Linked DNA regions of Sus scrofa: regions 2 and 3 are each linked to region 1. The links are chromatin contacts, called in public HiChIP or PLAC-seq maps. All regions are on one chromosome and are shown on one strand. Each heading gives the region's core, a stretch centred on a gene start, on an enhancer-like site or on the middle of the called end of the contact. The rest is flanking DNA. Distances are from core to core; before and after follow the strand shown. Region 1 overlaps THADA (thyroid adenoma-associated protein). Region 2 overlaps THADA (thyroid adenoma-associated protein). Region 3 overlaps THADA (thyroid adenoma-associated protein).

Region 1 (4,798 bases), core at 988-3,487:
ATTTCAATTTTTTTTTTTCTTTTGGCCACACCCCACAGCTTGTAGAAGTTCCTGGGCCAGGGATGGAACCCACACCACAGCAGCGACCCAAGCCGCTATAGTGACAATGCCAGATCCTTCACCCACTGTGCCACAAGAAAACTCCCTGTATTTCAGGTGTTAAAAAACTTTACTTAGGATTGATGGTCAAGCTTTAGGAATTATGTTTGATAATTGGGGGAGTTAAGTACTTTATAATGCTGTGGAGAGAATGTTCTCTATCTAAAAAGATTCTCCAAGGAGTGAAGCTTGTGGTTAATTAAAAACAGGGAGACTATTTTTAAACTCACCTTCAAATCACTGTATACACCACTTGGTACAATTGAAGTCTAATGGATGAAAAAGCGTATGTTTATGGCATGATTTTCAGCATTCACTTCAAAGCAGAAATGTAATGTTCATCAATCTTATTCTTTGATTGTGATGTGAGCTCTTTTGTTACTGTTGAGTTTACCTTGGCCCAACTGCTGGCAATAATGGCACAGTGAAGATTACTGGGAAACATTAACTTGTTATTGTGAGTTGACATCGTGCTAAGGTTGATGGGAAGTAGAGTTTATAAATAGCCTGGTCTATGAATTGATTTAGAAATCTGCTCAGTTTCAGAGATGTCTCATCTTACGGATATTCATTGTTTACATTTGAAGCTTTTTATTTAACAGAGAGGAGAGTCATCTTTTTGAAAAATGTAATATGGAGCATAGCTGTGGTATACCCCCACTGAAACTTTTGTTTTCACTAGTAACTTCTATTAAATAAATTGGCTTCCTATTTGTGGCTCAGCTATATTTTTCTGGATGTTGTATAAGCAGTAATCACTTTTTAGAAAGGGTCCTATGGTCTTTTCTCTTTGATTTAATTCATTTATTTATTTCTTTGAAACCTGCTTTTATATTTTCATCTAGAAGCGTCTTCCTGCTTTGAAAGTATGTTTTAAAATAAGCATCCTTGAACATTTGCAATGTTCGACATGAAACGTGTCTCCGTTTCTGAAAAGTGTTCTGCGTGTCCTTTGCCTGAAAGCAGGCCTGTTACTTGAATTTTTATCACGCACTATCAGATGCAAATCATTAATCTGCGCTCTCCCCGGCATGACGATGGAAAGAACACAGGGTTGGAGCAGTAATCCTTGAGGGATGAAAGGAAGTGGACTCTATTATGGGGAATCTAGGCAATCAGACAAAACCTAACAATAGTTTTGAGAAATCTGGCCAGATCACTGAACAGTTGCCTTCTTCTTTCAGGGCAAGAGACCATCCTTAAATTTTCATTCTCATTCTCATCCACCTGATGGTTAGTGAGGGGAAGATTCAGTGCTACGCAAGTAGGCTTTAAGATGTGGCGTCTTAAAGGGTTTTTTTTGTGTTGGGTGGTGCCTTTACCGATTGTTCAGTAAGGTTTAAAATGGGTTTCCATTAAATGCTCAATCGTTGCTCATTAAGCACTAGGTGAGTATAGAGCAGTATAAATTCATCACCAGAATCTTGCAATGTGACTGCAAGAGAAAAATTAGAGTGCAGAATCACATAATATTAATTTTAAGTCATATTATCAGCATGGATGGAATAGGTAGAATCTTTGTGACTAAACCCTAAATAAATCAGGCCATTTGAATACATGTCATCAGGTCTCTGGTTATTAGGACACTGACAAAAACAGGAAGATTTAAGAGGCTGTCAAATGTTTCCTAAAAATACCCGACACAAGAGTTTAAAATACAGGGTCCCACGTTTCTGTCTTAAAGATTTTGATTGTGTGGATCTGGGGTAGGACCCCAGAATCTGCATCTTTCATGTGCAGCGTAGGTGAGTCTTGCAGTCAGACAAGTTGGAAAACATTGGGTTAAGAGAAGAAGAGAGGGATTCAATGTATAAAATTGAGTTTGTATAAGAGACACATGATTCTTCTGGCATGTTCAGGAGATAACAGAGGAGACCTATCTCCCAAAGTGATGGATGTTATATATCACTAGGTAATTTGCCATTGAGGTTAAAGGACCATGAAAAACAATAAGAAAATCATGACGTTTCTAAGCTCAAGTATTTAATGGGCAAAAAGTGTTCTGGATTTCATTTCATCAGTCGTTTTTCCCCCAAGCCTGTTCCATTCTAGGAAGGGTGCTCCTGGTCATTCATGTGGAGAACAGTCAGGCAGACATGAGTAAGAAGGAAGCATTTGAAATAGCAGCTTGGCAGATGCAAGGGGAGACTCTTCCAAGTTTAAAGGGCAGCTGGCAAGACTGCCCAAAGGCAGTAGTGGAGGAAGCAGAAGACTGAGTGAGCTGTTTAGTAACACAATGTTTTGTGGTCAAGATCAAGGGGCATGAAGTAAGAGTTGTGGGAAACCAGGGCAGAGATAACAATAATAATTGTGCATGACACATCTTATAAGGATCAAGGAGGTCAGCAGTGCACATAAACCCTTGGTCCTTATCCAGAGCAATAAAGGGGAGGTTGGTTATATTATTTCAGGTCTACAGATGGAGACGTAGAGTAATTGGGAGCAGGGTTTTTGATGTAGATATTGAACTTGAAAAGGAAGTAAGAGAACTGGGAGCTAATAGGTTTCTTGACATATAGTGTTGGGTTGGCTGAGTGCTGGGAGGATGGAGAAGAGCAGGAAAAGACTATCTTGATGTTGCGGTGGTGAGTTTGTGAAATTTTGAACAGATTTCAGCATAGGTAAATGAAAAAAAGTTCTCAGACAGGCTAAACAATTGGTGTGGAATGGGAAATGATGAAAGGTATGAAAATGTTGAGTGTTTTAGCTATGAGCAAAGAGAAAGTAGATATCTATGGGAAGTAGAGTGATGTGATCAACACATCAGCAATTCTTGTATGGAACCGTTGTGTGTTCCATACAAGTGTATGATATTAAGCAAACTTACACCTACTTAAGCTGACTTTTTGATGACATAGTGATCATAATAGTCTCAAGCACATCCTCTCTGGTAAGTGTCATACTTTTAAAAAACAGTCTGCAATGGAAAACGTTTTTAAAAATTGAACTTTGTCTAAGGATTTAGCCTATGGTGGTTGTTTATCTCCTCTTCTGCAGTAGTAGAGAGACTGGAAAACCAGTGAACAAAGAAACAAACAAAAAATAACAACAGGTCTTTATTGTCTGCTCATCAGTACCAGTGTCCCAATGTCACTTGAGAATTGTTCCTTTCCTTACAGTTGGTATCATCTTATGGCTTGCCTCTAGTGATGGACTTGGCTATTTCTAATTAGCATCTAATGCTAATGTTTTAAGGATTAAAAGAAATCAAAATGAGGTTCTAAGAGCATCTAATTGATGCAGGCTTACAATACCAGTTGGTACACTAAAGTAAATGTATAGTTCACCCACAAGGCTTTTTCACAGATGAGAAAATCTGTAATCAGATCATTTAAAACCTGTGCTAGAAATGATACTGAATACAATATTACAACAGTGACTATTGATGACTTGAATGTAGAGAATCTTAAAATTTTTGTTTAATTTTTAGCTGTGCTAAAATGCATGGAAAATTTGCCGTCTTAACCATTTTCAAGTGTTCACATTTCACTTTAGTAGTGTTAGGTATATTCACATGTTGCTGACCAATGTCCAAAACTTTTTCATCTTGCAAAATTGAATGTTTATACCCATTAAACCATGACTCCCTGTTTTTCCCTTTCCTCTCAACCCCTGGAGACCACCATTCTACTTTCTGGTTTGATTCCTATTCCTGATATCTCATATAAGTGAAATCATACAATATTTGTGTTTTTGTAACTGCTTACTTCTTTGCATAATCTCCCTAAGCTCCACCCATGTGTTAGAATGTCCTTCCTCCTTATGGCTGAATGGTATTCCATTGTATGTGTCCACCGCATTTGTTTATCCGTTCATCTGTCCGCGGACACTTGGTTTTCTTCCAGCTTTTGGCTGTTGTGAATAATGTTGCTATGAACGGAGTGTATAGACACATCTTTGTGACCCTCCTTTCAATTCTTTTAAATACAGACCCAGAAGTGGAGTTGCTAGACCTTATGGTAATTCTCTTTTTAATTTTCTGAGGAAACTGCAGTACTTTTTTAAAATAGAAATGTAGGGAAACTTCATGTCTTATTTTAGATAGGAACTTTATCGGGAACCTTAATGGTTTGTTTCTTGGCCTCATTTTCCTGCAGTATTAAGTATTGTAGGTAAACTTATGTTTTCTCACTTGTAGTCCTCTTCTGGGCTGTGAATATCTCCCCTCTCTACCCACCTGCATGGTCAGGGGGTTAATTATAATGTACATTACCAATTATAATATACACAATTCCAAATTTACACTGTTTTCTCTCTCCCCCCCTTTTTTTTTTTTTTTTTTTTAGCTTTTTAGGGCCACCCCTGTGGCATATGGAAGTTCCCAGGCTAGGGGTCAAATCGGAGCTGCAGCTGCCGGCCTACACCACAGCCACAGCAATGCTGGATCCTTAACCCACTGAACAAGGACCAGGATTGAACCCACATCATGATGGATACTAGTCGAGTTTGTTACTGCTGAGCCACAGCAGGAACTCCCACCCTGCTCTCCTTATCTGTGACCTTTTTCCTATTAAAACTCTACATTCTTCAGAAAGTGAGCCTTTCCTTTATCTCACCTTACTTCCATCTTTCCTCAACTGAATCCCTATGCATTTGTATATAGTTTGCTAGATAATAAATCTCAATTGGCATTTCATTGTTTAAGTGAAATTGATTTTACTTTTTATTTAGTAGAATTGCATAGAACTCATTTAACTTG
Region 2 (4,798 bases), core at 1,608-4,107, 100 kb after region 1:
ATCAAGAAAATGTCAATTCCATAAAGTAGGAATCCTTCTAGGCCGCATTCTGACCAAATTACAAGCAAACTAGAAATTTGTAACAACAAAATACCACTTAGATATTTATGCACCCTTAAATTTTAAATAAGTTATGCCAATGGCAGAATAAAAAATTTGAACTCAGGGATTTCCCTGGCGGCTCAGCAGGTTAAGGATCCAGTTTTGTCACTGCTGTGACATGGGTGCGATCCCTGGCCCTGGAACTTCTGCAGGCCGTGGACATGGCCAAAAAAAAGAAAAAAGAATTTTTCAAAACTCCTTTGAGGCCCAAACAGATGAAAACACTATCAAGATTTTAGTAGATGAACCTCTCCTCAGGGGAAATACTTTGCAGTACTTTAGACAGTTAAATTTTGATCCGTAGCATATGATGGATTCTTTAAAAATCAGTAAGTGAAGATCATAGGAAAAGAGGCAAAAGATAAAAATCAAGCACTTTGTGAAATTAAAAAATAGCCATGGGAGTTCCCATTGTGGCACAACAGAAATGAATCTGACTAGTATCCATGAGGATGCAGGTTCGATCCCTGGCCTTGCTCAGTGGGTTAAGGATCTGGCATTGCCATGAGCTGTGGTTTAGGTCACAGATGCTGCTCAGATCCCCTGTTGCTGTGACTGTGGTGTAGGCTGGCAGCCTTAGCTCTGATTTGACCCCTAGCCTAGGAACTTCATATGCTTTGGGTGCAGCCCTAAAAAGCAAAAAAAAGAAAAAAAGAAAAGAGGGAGTTCCCGTTGTGGCTCAGCAGAAATGAATCCAACTAGGAACCATGAGGTTTTGTGTTCGATCTCTGGCCTTGCTCAGTGGGTTAAGGATCCAGCAGTGCCGTGAGCTGTGGTGTAGATTGCAGACGAGGCTTGGATCCTGCATTGCTGTGGCTGTGGCATAGGCCAGCAACTATAGCTCCGATTCGTCCCCTAGACTGGGAACCTCCATATGCCTTGGGTGCCAGCCCTAAAAAGACAAAAAGACAAAAGAAAAGAAAAAAATAGCCATGAACAGTACACATATGAAAAAAAAAAAATGCTCATGCTGACTTATAATAAAGAAATGCCAACTAGAGCGACAAGTACCCTGGCATTTTCCAGATATCTTACTGACAAAGGATAAAAAGATGGCTCTTACCCAGGATTGCTAAGGCTGTGAAGGAACAGACATGATATAGCTGGTGAAACTGTAAATTGGTACTTTTTTAATTTTTTATTTATTTATCTATGTTTGCTTTTTAGGGCCACACCCGCTGCCATAAGCTGTGGTGTAGGTCGCAGCCATGGCTCGAATCTGCCGTTGCTGTGGCTGTGGTGTAGGCCAGCAGCTGTAGCTCCGATTCGACCCCTAGCCTGGGAACCTCCATATGCTGAGGGTGTGGCCCTAAAAAAACCAAAAGACAAAAGTAAAATAAAATAAAAATAAAAAAGCAGTGGAGGTCAGCATTCCTTTAGCACCCTAGATCATGGACCATGTTCCATCTTGGCTTTACTTGTTCCTTAGTGTTCTGCAAGCTTGCTCTCCACGTCAGATCCTCCAGAATCTTCCAGAATCTTCAGGAGCCCTACACAGGCCAGGTTACCCACAATCCCAATATAACTCTGTAGTCAACTCTTTCTCTCTCTGACCCTTGGCTGGGAGAGGGGCCAGCAGTCTCCGCCGTACTCAGGGAGAGGCGCAGGAAGCCGACCCCTCAAGGAGGAGAGAACGTGAAGCTTGATATCCCCCAGTTGCTGATTAGCATCCTGCCTCCTCACAAGTCTCTGTGCTGCTTCACCTCCCGTGTCCAAAAGTGACCATCCACTTGATTCCACCCCCCACCCCCACCCTCAGTGTAAATACTGGCCTGGTCACTGCGTTCTGGTTCAAAGAATGGTTTGGCCTCCAGCGCAAGGCTGCCAGATTTAGCGAAGAAAAATACAGGACACCCAGTTAAATTTGAATTTCAGATAAACCACGAATAACGTCTTTGTGGAAGTATGCCCCATGCACTGTTTGGGACGTGTGTATCCTACAACGGCATTCATTGTTTACCTAAAATTCTAATTTAATTGGGCATCCTCGGTTTAATTCAACAATTTTTCTCTCATGGGCTTCTGTGAGTCCCCATTCCAAGGGGGGCATCTGAAAGTTTAAGGATAAAGATCAGTAAGGAGGAGTTCCCATTGTGGCTCGGCGGATACGAATCTGACTGGGATCCATGAGGACGCAGGTTCGATCCCTGGCCTCGCTCAGTGGGTTAAGGATTCGGCGTTGGTGTAGGTCACAGATGTGGCTTGGATCCTGCGTTGCTGTAGCTGTGGCATCGGCCCGAGGCTACAGCTCCCATTCGACCCCTAGCCTGGGAACCTCCATATGCCGCAGGTGTGGCCCTAAAAAGACAACAACAACAAAAAAGATCCAGGAGTCATAAGTAATAGTTACTGACTGATACGCATTGCCCAGAGCCCTGCAAGTCACCTCACCCCAGAACCTTCTGAACGCTCCCCTTTCTGTGCCTCCTCCCTTGTCGCACGTGCTTCTGAGCTTGGGCCTCACTTCCTCCCCCCCGATCTTCCTCTCCTTGAGTCTGTGGCTTTCCCCTGCCCTCACCTCTCCTCCTCCTGTTCCCTTACTCGGCTCTCACTGGTCCAGAACATGTAATTAAAGTTTACATATTTGAGTGTCGGTTGTACTTACTAAATAAGGTTTTACGTTCCTTGCTGTATTTTAAATAGCAGGGGAATTTAACTTCGTGCGTGTTTCATTTTCCTTTTATTGATAGGTAGTCTTACATTTATTTTTAGCTACGTGACTCATTGACCTTCACCTTGGGTGGGAAGAAAGGTCTCCCGTTTCCGGAATGAGCTCATCTGCATCTTCCTGAGACCGATGCAAACAAGAAGGAGGAGATAGAATAGATCGAAATGGGGGGACAAAAAGGGGATCCTGCGAGGTCGACCCATTCCTGGGAGGAGGCTCAGAAATGTCCCATACTGCCCACAGCGAGCCTTTTGGGGTCGGGCCCAGCGGCCCAGGGTGGGGTACCCCTCTCTCCTCTTTGGGATGATCACCTGACTCTTCCCCAGCCTCCAACAGACAGTGAAGGGCATGGCTGGGGCTAATTGCTAGGGTTCCCCCCTGGCCTTCTGCTTCCATTCTCTGCCTCTCCCAGTGGGAGCTGACACTTGAAGGAAACCATTCTGGCTCCCTCCCCGGTACAAGTGGGCTCTGGACATTCTCTGTACCCCCTCTGCATTAGAACCCCTGGTTTCTACCTGCTGCCCTGAGACTCTGATTTCTTCTCACTCATTCTCCCCCTGCCTTTCTTTCTCCATCCCCGTTGTCTGCCCACCCACGGAGGAGCTGCTTCCCCATCAGGGAAGGAGCCCTTTGACGGGCAGTGCTGACTTGAGAGCGAGCAGGGATCTGGGCATCGCAGAGCCACCTCCCTCCTGAACTAGTTGGCCCTCTTCTCTTGGCCTCAGTGTTGTCATCTGTACAGTGGGGATGATCACCCGTCTCACCTGCCTCGCAGCTGCATTAAAATATCAACGAAAACAGGAGTTCCTGTCATGGCACAGTGGTTAGGAACCATGAGGAACCATGAGGTTTCGGATTCGATCCCTGGCCTTGCTCAGTGGGTTAAGGATCTGGCGTGGCCATGAGCTGTGGTGTAGGTTGCAGACGCGGCTCGGATCTGGCGTTGCTGTGGCTGTGGCGTAGACTGGTGGCTACGGCTCCAATTAGACCCCTAGCCTGGGAACCTCCATATGCTGCAGGAGCAGCCCTGGAAAAAAGCAAAAAAAAAAAGAAAGAAAGAAACTTGCTCTTTGTCATAGAGTCCTTTTCATGCCCCCGGCTTAGAGAACCTTCCCGCTTGGTCTTACAGGCCTCTTTTAACTCCTTCTACAGGAGATCCATGAACAGCTGGGTGTTCTGCCCCATCTCTCTTTTCTGGCAGGGAGAACCCGAAGGAGGCTGAAGGAGTAGCTCTGTCCTCCTTGACATCCCAGCCTATGTTTCCGTAGAAGGGAGTGTGGCCTCTGCCAAAAGCTTGGCCTCACAGTTCGTGACCGAGTTGAGGTATCGTCTTCACTTTGCGGGGGAGGCAGCTACCTGAGTTTGAGGTCAGCACAGGCCAGATGGCTGGAGCTACCCAAAGACTCCTGGGCCGGATCGCTCAGCTTTCATGGGAATAAGACGGCAAAGCCTCCCCCAGCTGGAAGCCAGATCCTGAGGGTGGGGGGGTGCGGGGCAAGATCTCAGGCTTCCCAGAACGCGTGGGAAGCGGAAGATTCGAGGCCACAGCATTCCGACTCTGATACTTGGACAGAGCTGGTCGGTCCCCTTGGTTACAGCCGTGCGGGGCCTGGGCGCCACGGTTACCCTGCTCACCTTGCAGGGCTGTTCACGTCCTCACCTTCGAAGCCGCCCCACCTCTGGGGAAACAATGAAAATCAGCCACACCCGTGGAAATTCATGTCGGGGAGAGAAGGCAGGGGCAGATCAAAGCCTCTGTAACCCAAGAATTCCTCAGCAGCTCGGAGTCCCTTAATAATTATGGTTTGGAGATTTGCCAGAAAGCAAAACCACTTACATGCCATGTTTAACAATGAACAGTTTTCTGTGTTCAGAATAGTCGCTGTGCAGAGCAAATAGGCACCTTGAACAAAGGGTAGGATATTTATATTTGTATATAAAATAACCCGCACTACCTTAAACCAAAGCGTGTCTGCAGGGAAGAATGTGGCACTTCCCTCTGTACTGGTACCTGTTTTATGAGTAAAT
Region 3 (4,798 bases), core at 1,536-4,035, 98 kb before region 1:
TGTCAAGCAGTTCTTTACAGTTCTGATAAAGTGCGCCTTAGTGGACATCCTCTTTCATCTCCAGTTTTAACTTTATTGCTTCTGGCAGTCTGTCAGAAAGTTTGGTTTACGGCAATGTGTTTTGATTTTTCTTTTCTTTTTATGGTTTTTGTGTGTGTGTGCAATTCCTAAGAGGCGACAGGGTCCTGTATGACTCTACCAAGTCATCTTAAACCTAAGAAGTCTTTGGGAACCAAGTCAATAGAGGAGAGAGATAATGAAGACCTGAGCTTGGACAGATGTTGATAGAGTAACAGGACAGAGCAATTCATTTGCAGATATTGGGCAGGGCATACAGTAGAGACTTCATTGATGTTTGTTAATTGTTGAGTGGACATAAGTGAACTGGTCCAGTTTTAGGTTTCATTGCAGTTATGCTATGAATTGCGCCAGTGTATCTATGCTCCAATTCTAGAGTTACCATGCACGAACTGAGTCAGTCAGTGCTTCTGGAGGAGAGGTTGCAAGCTGGTGGCTGAAAGGTCAAATCTGGCCTACAACTGTGTTTTATTTGGCCTCCACCACAGTTTTTTTTTCCTTCTTCTTCTTCTTCCTTTAATTTGTTGCCAGCATTAAAAATAGATTTCACATAAAAATTGGGGTTTCTGGCTTCTTTTGAAAAAGCAGAAGATCTGGCAGCACTGGGCTTACATTCCCTCTGGGCAACAACTTCAGCTGCAGCTGAATAGCGACTGCATTAGACCCAGTTCTCTGCTGCTTTTGTCTCACTCACTGGCCCTTGTGGGCATTTGAGTTTGTGATCCTTTCAGCAGTAGTTTCGGGAAGCTATGGTCTCCATCCTACATTGTTGCTTTTAATTACCTTTCTTCTTATGTTGCTGTTTAACACACCATATGATGCCCATCTAATTAGGCATAAGCTCTGTGTTAGCAGTAAGTGTGTGTCTTCTATTTCTGGATGTTCTCTGTGGTGCTGGTATAGGGCCTTACACATTGTGGGGAAGTCAATACATGTTTATACCTGTCTACGCTGATTTGGCAAGGTAATTGAGGAAGCCCAGTATGCATTCAGGACATTTTTATGATACAGGAAAGCATCCTGACACATTGATTTGGAAATAGATGTGATTCATGCTTATTAATGATGGTTCTTTCTTCTTATTTTTATGAACCAGTTATCTCAGATAATCTTAGGGTTTAAAATTACATTATTAGGTTACTGGCATTGTGCGGGTAGTAGCATTTTAGATACGATATTAAATATTTTTCTGGCCATGTTAATAATGTGGGTTCTTTGAGTTAGGTCTTATATTTTCTCATAGGCAGATGACTACAGAAAATAGATGGAGAGAGCTGAGCTTTTTACTGGGGTATTATTCATCATCAGAAATGTTGTGGAAAAATTAACTTTTTTTTAAAGTGTTATTCGATGATATAAGCACAAAGAAATAAAACAGTTGGTGGTAATATTAGAAGTATGAAAAAAGCTGTGTTGTGTGGATGTGGTTAGACTATAGAGCTCAGTTTGAGAGGAAGTCATAGAGGGAATTACTACAAAGTTAGTGAAAATTGTCTTATTTTATGAATAGAGACCATATCTCCTTTAGCCCTCCACTAGGAAATTGGGTAATGATTTTGAATATCTAGTTTTAACATTGTAAATGTTGGTGTTATGCCATGAATATGTCTTAACCTTTATTGTATATACATTTTTACATTAGGTGAGAAATTCATCCACGCTTCTCTTCAGTACCTTGATCACAAGGATATTTGGAGTTAAAAAGGGAAAGGATGAACTTTCCAAAAAAAATAGGTAAGCTTCATCTAATGCTAACTTCCCTTTTTACAAAATATTGTCGTGGCCAAAAATAATTTTTGGAATTTCACTTACTTTTATAGATTCCTCTAGAGTATATAACTATAAAAACACTATAGTAAATTAATCTATGCTGCCAAGTTCTAAACCCTTGGGTAAAAATATCTACTGTTTAAATAAGTGGACCTTTCAGAGCAACAAAAATATAGCAAGGTAGCAAGGACTTGAAATGTAGAGCTCGTTTCCCAGTGCAACAGCTAAAGTTTTGTTGATTTGCATCTTCTTCGAGTATTCCCGAGATGTCTTAAATTGCTTTTTCTTGATATGTCATCAAGTACTGGCTCGTGCCATATTGTTGCTTTTATAGTAACTGGAAGTTTAAATGTTTATGATGTGCTCATCAGAACACGCCCCAGATTACATTGCATTAAGCTCTCACCAAGGTGAGCAGTTGCAAATGTTGGCCACACGGGATAAACAGTGCTTGTTTACTTTTAGGTCTTTGTTGTGTTTGTTCCCTAAGAGGTTTTTCTGTTAAGGTTTTTTTTTTTAAATGTCTGGAAAAAAACTTACTGAAACACTTTGATTATGAGGAATTTTTAGATACAATGCATAAGTTCTGTTTGGTGGTTTTTAAAGAGAAGCTTTGAATAGTTTCTTTAGTACTTAGGCTGGTTTTAATGGTAGTCTAGTGGCTTGCATGAGTTAACACTAGATGTCACTGTCGCTGCATGCTTAATTACTTTTAACTTCAGGATCTGATTTGGCCCAGTGGTCTTCCTCTGGATGAACTAGAGATAAATCAAGCTCCATTCCTCTCCTACCTAAAAAAGTGGATGATCGCACTTTTAATTTCAGTTTTAATCTGTTGTTTATTAAAATATGTATTCTTGGCAGTTCCTGTTGTGGTTCAGCAGTAATGAATCCAACCGATAACCATGAAGATGCTGGTTTGATCCTTGGCCTCACTTAGTGGGTTAAGGATCTGGCATTGCCATGAGCTGTGGTGGAGGTCACAGACGCAGCTTGGATCTGGCATGGCTGTGGCTGTGGTGTAAGCCAGCAGTCGCAGCTCTGATTCAACCCCTACCCTGGGATCTTCCATGCGCCACATTTGCAGCCCTAAAAAGCATATATATATATATATATATATATTCTTATGATGGAACTAGGTCTTAGGAATTAGAAAATATCATGAAATAATTTTGTAATACACTATAAGTAATTCTGGTGAAACCTTCTGGTAGTTCTGAATTGTCATTTAAATTGCTACATATCACCCTATAAAATTCAATAAATATTTAAATGGAAAGCAGTTGGCTATAAATGTGTGAATCCCTTGAGTATATTAAGGAAAGGCTAGAGAAGTTTTTTTTTTTTTCAGCTGAGTTGTATTTTTCATAACGATCACATTATTCCTTTGAAAGGATGATTAGTAAAAAGATGATTTTTACTATTTAGCTGATTCCTAAATAAATTCTTCCTGTCACTAGGTTGAAATCGCTGATATGTGTTTCTTTTTAGGTTTGTTTATTTTGTTAATAATTCAGTTGTGCTAAGGTTTAAAACAGTTTGGTCATATTATAATGTAAGGCCATGATAAGTAGTGTAAATAAAATACGGTATGAGGTTTATCAAGCAAGTGAAATTGATGTTTAAAGCTGAATTCAAAAAATGAAGAAATGCTTTTTTTCTCTTTTACTTTTTATGAAGAGAATGATTCTTGGATGTGTATACAAGTTTTACTATGTACAGGAGAAAATGATCAGATTCATTTTGCATAGGTTACATCTGAAACAGGGTGGAAGAGTAGCACATAAAAGCACATAGTCCTAGTCTCTTTGCCACAGCATGCTTATGGCAACCCCATTATAACTTCATTCCTCTCAAATAAGGAAGGTTACAAAATATATAGCTTTCCTAGAAAGAGGGAAATGGAATAGTCACGTAATTGTTTTGAGTAAAAGCTAAAAAGTGAAATGAAGGCATTAAGAAGTTAATTTTTTAATGTGATGAGCATCTTTGGTAAGAGTTTTTATTTCAGTAATCTGAAGGTTGGTATATCTCATTACATAGACAATGCTTTTATTCTCTGTTTAATCCTTAAAGGGTATATTTCTTGGCAGCATCCACTGGATTTGCTTTGCGAAACTTTGAGTGTCTTACACTTGCCATTATTTGTTATGGTTCTTTTAGCTGTAGTTTATTTAATTATGCCACTTTTGGTCAAAATGTTTATATACCTGTCCCCTACAATATTAACTCCCTGAGGGTGGAGCCTTTTCCTTCTAGTCTGTGTATATATGGTGGGCACTGTAAGAATGCTAGTGATAATGATGCCTTGTTGACTGGTTCCTCAACCACTGAATAACTAAACTCAGCTGATGACACCGCCTAGGTCAGTGGAGTCTACGTTCACAGCCACAGATGGTTCTGCACACAGTCTTGCAAATATGTGCTCTTGATCAGAAGGGAACTAGACATAAAAAGAACATCTGCCTTTCCCATCTAGTGGGGGAGAAAAAGGTCTATCTTGGAGTAAACAGACTTGGTTTCTAAGCATTTTGCTGCCCCTGGAGATGACCTTAATAGACTCCCTTATCCGCTCTGCTCTTCAATTTCTCCATCTATAGAACAGGAATAATAAGATCTGTTCTGTACTAAGAGGGCTATAGGGAGGATAAAACAAAGTTTTAACAGTTCATTTTCCTGAAAAATATTGGAAGTCCTGTGCCATTAGAGATACATAGTTTGCTTTTTCTGTTACCACTTCTAGTATTTTACCCATCCCATTGTCTTACAGTTACACTGTGCTTTTGGAGTACTGGGTCAGTATCTTATCCTTTCTTTTTTACACCTGGTGCCTAGCATAGTGTCTGGCATGTAATGGGCAAACAGAATACTTGCTTAATGAAGAAGCAAATTTTGTTACTAGAGGAGGAGAGATAAGAACTCTGGTTTCTGTTTTGTTGCCATATAGCCA

What was found. HiChIP or PLAC-seq counts read pairs in DNA pulled down with a chosen protein or histone mark.
Region 2: an H3K27ac HiChIP or PLAC-seq map of skeletal muscle shows a contact between it and region 1. The contact joins two enhancer-like sites. A contact is called at or near these places in 5 of 47 Hi-C or Micro-C datasets (brain, embryonic fibroblasts, fetal heart ventricle and 2 more) and 1 of 2 datasets of contacts at active chromatin or transcription factors (skeletal muscle).
Region 3: a contact with region 1 is called in an H3K27ac HiChIP or PLAC-seq map of skeletal muscle. The contact joins two enhancer-like sites. A contact is called at or near these places in 1 of 5 promoter capture datasets (liver), 4 of 47 Hi-C or Micro-C datasets (embryonic fibroblasts and skeletal muscle) and 1 of 2 datasets of contacts at active chromatin or transcription factors (skeletal muscle).

What each region holds. Positions count from the first base shown.
Region 1 is chr3:97,068,809-97,073,606 of Sscrofa11.1, forward strand. The region is part of intron 31 of THADA (thyroid adenoma-associated protein); the gene reads left to right. Among named protein-coding and RNA genes, the nearest start is that of ZFP36L2, 130 kb to the right of the region's middle. Within about 2 kb of position 2,238, at least 12 of the 83 cell types and tissues checked have an H3K27ac peak or open chromatin away from gene starts, as enhancers often do. A contact at or near this core is called in skeletal muscle, where this site is marked.
Region 2 is chr3:97,171,409-97,176,206 of Sscrofa11.1, forward strand. All of the region lies in intron 38 of THADA (thyroid adenoma-associated protein), which reads left to right. Among named protein-coding and RNA genes, the nearest start is that of ZFP36L2, 27 kb to the right of the region's middle. Within about 2 kb of position 2,858, at least 9 of the 83 cell types and tissues checked have an H3K27ac peak or open chromatin away from gene starts, as enhancers often do. A contact at or near this core is called in skeletal muscle, where this site is marked.
Region 3 is chr3:96,970,261-96,975,058 of Sscrofa11.1, forward strand. It overlaps THADA (thyroid adenoma-associated protein), which reads left to right. Exons shown (of 40, transcript XM_021088406.1): 28 at 1,721-1,812. Among named protein-coding and RNA genes, the nearest start is that of THADA, 100 kb to the left of the region's middle. Within about 2 kb of position 2,786, at least 9 of the 83 cell types and tissues checked have an H3K27ac peak or open chromatin away from gene starts, as enhancers often do. A contact at or near this core is called in skeletal muscle, where this site is marked.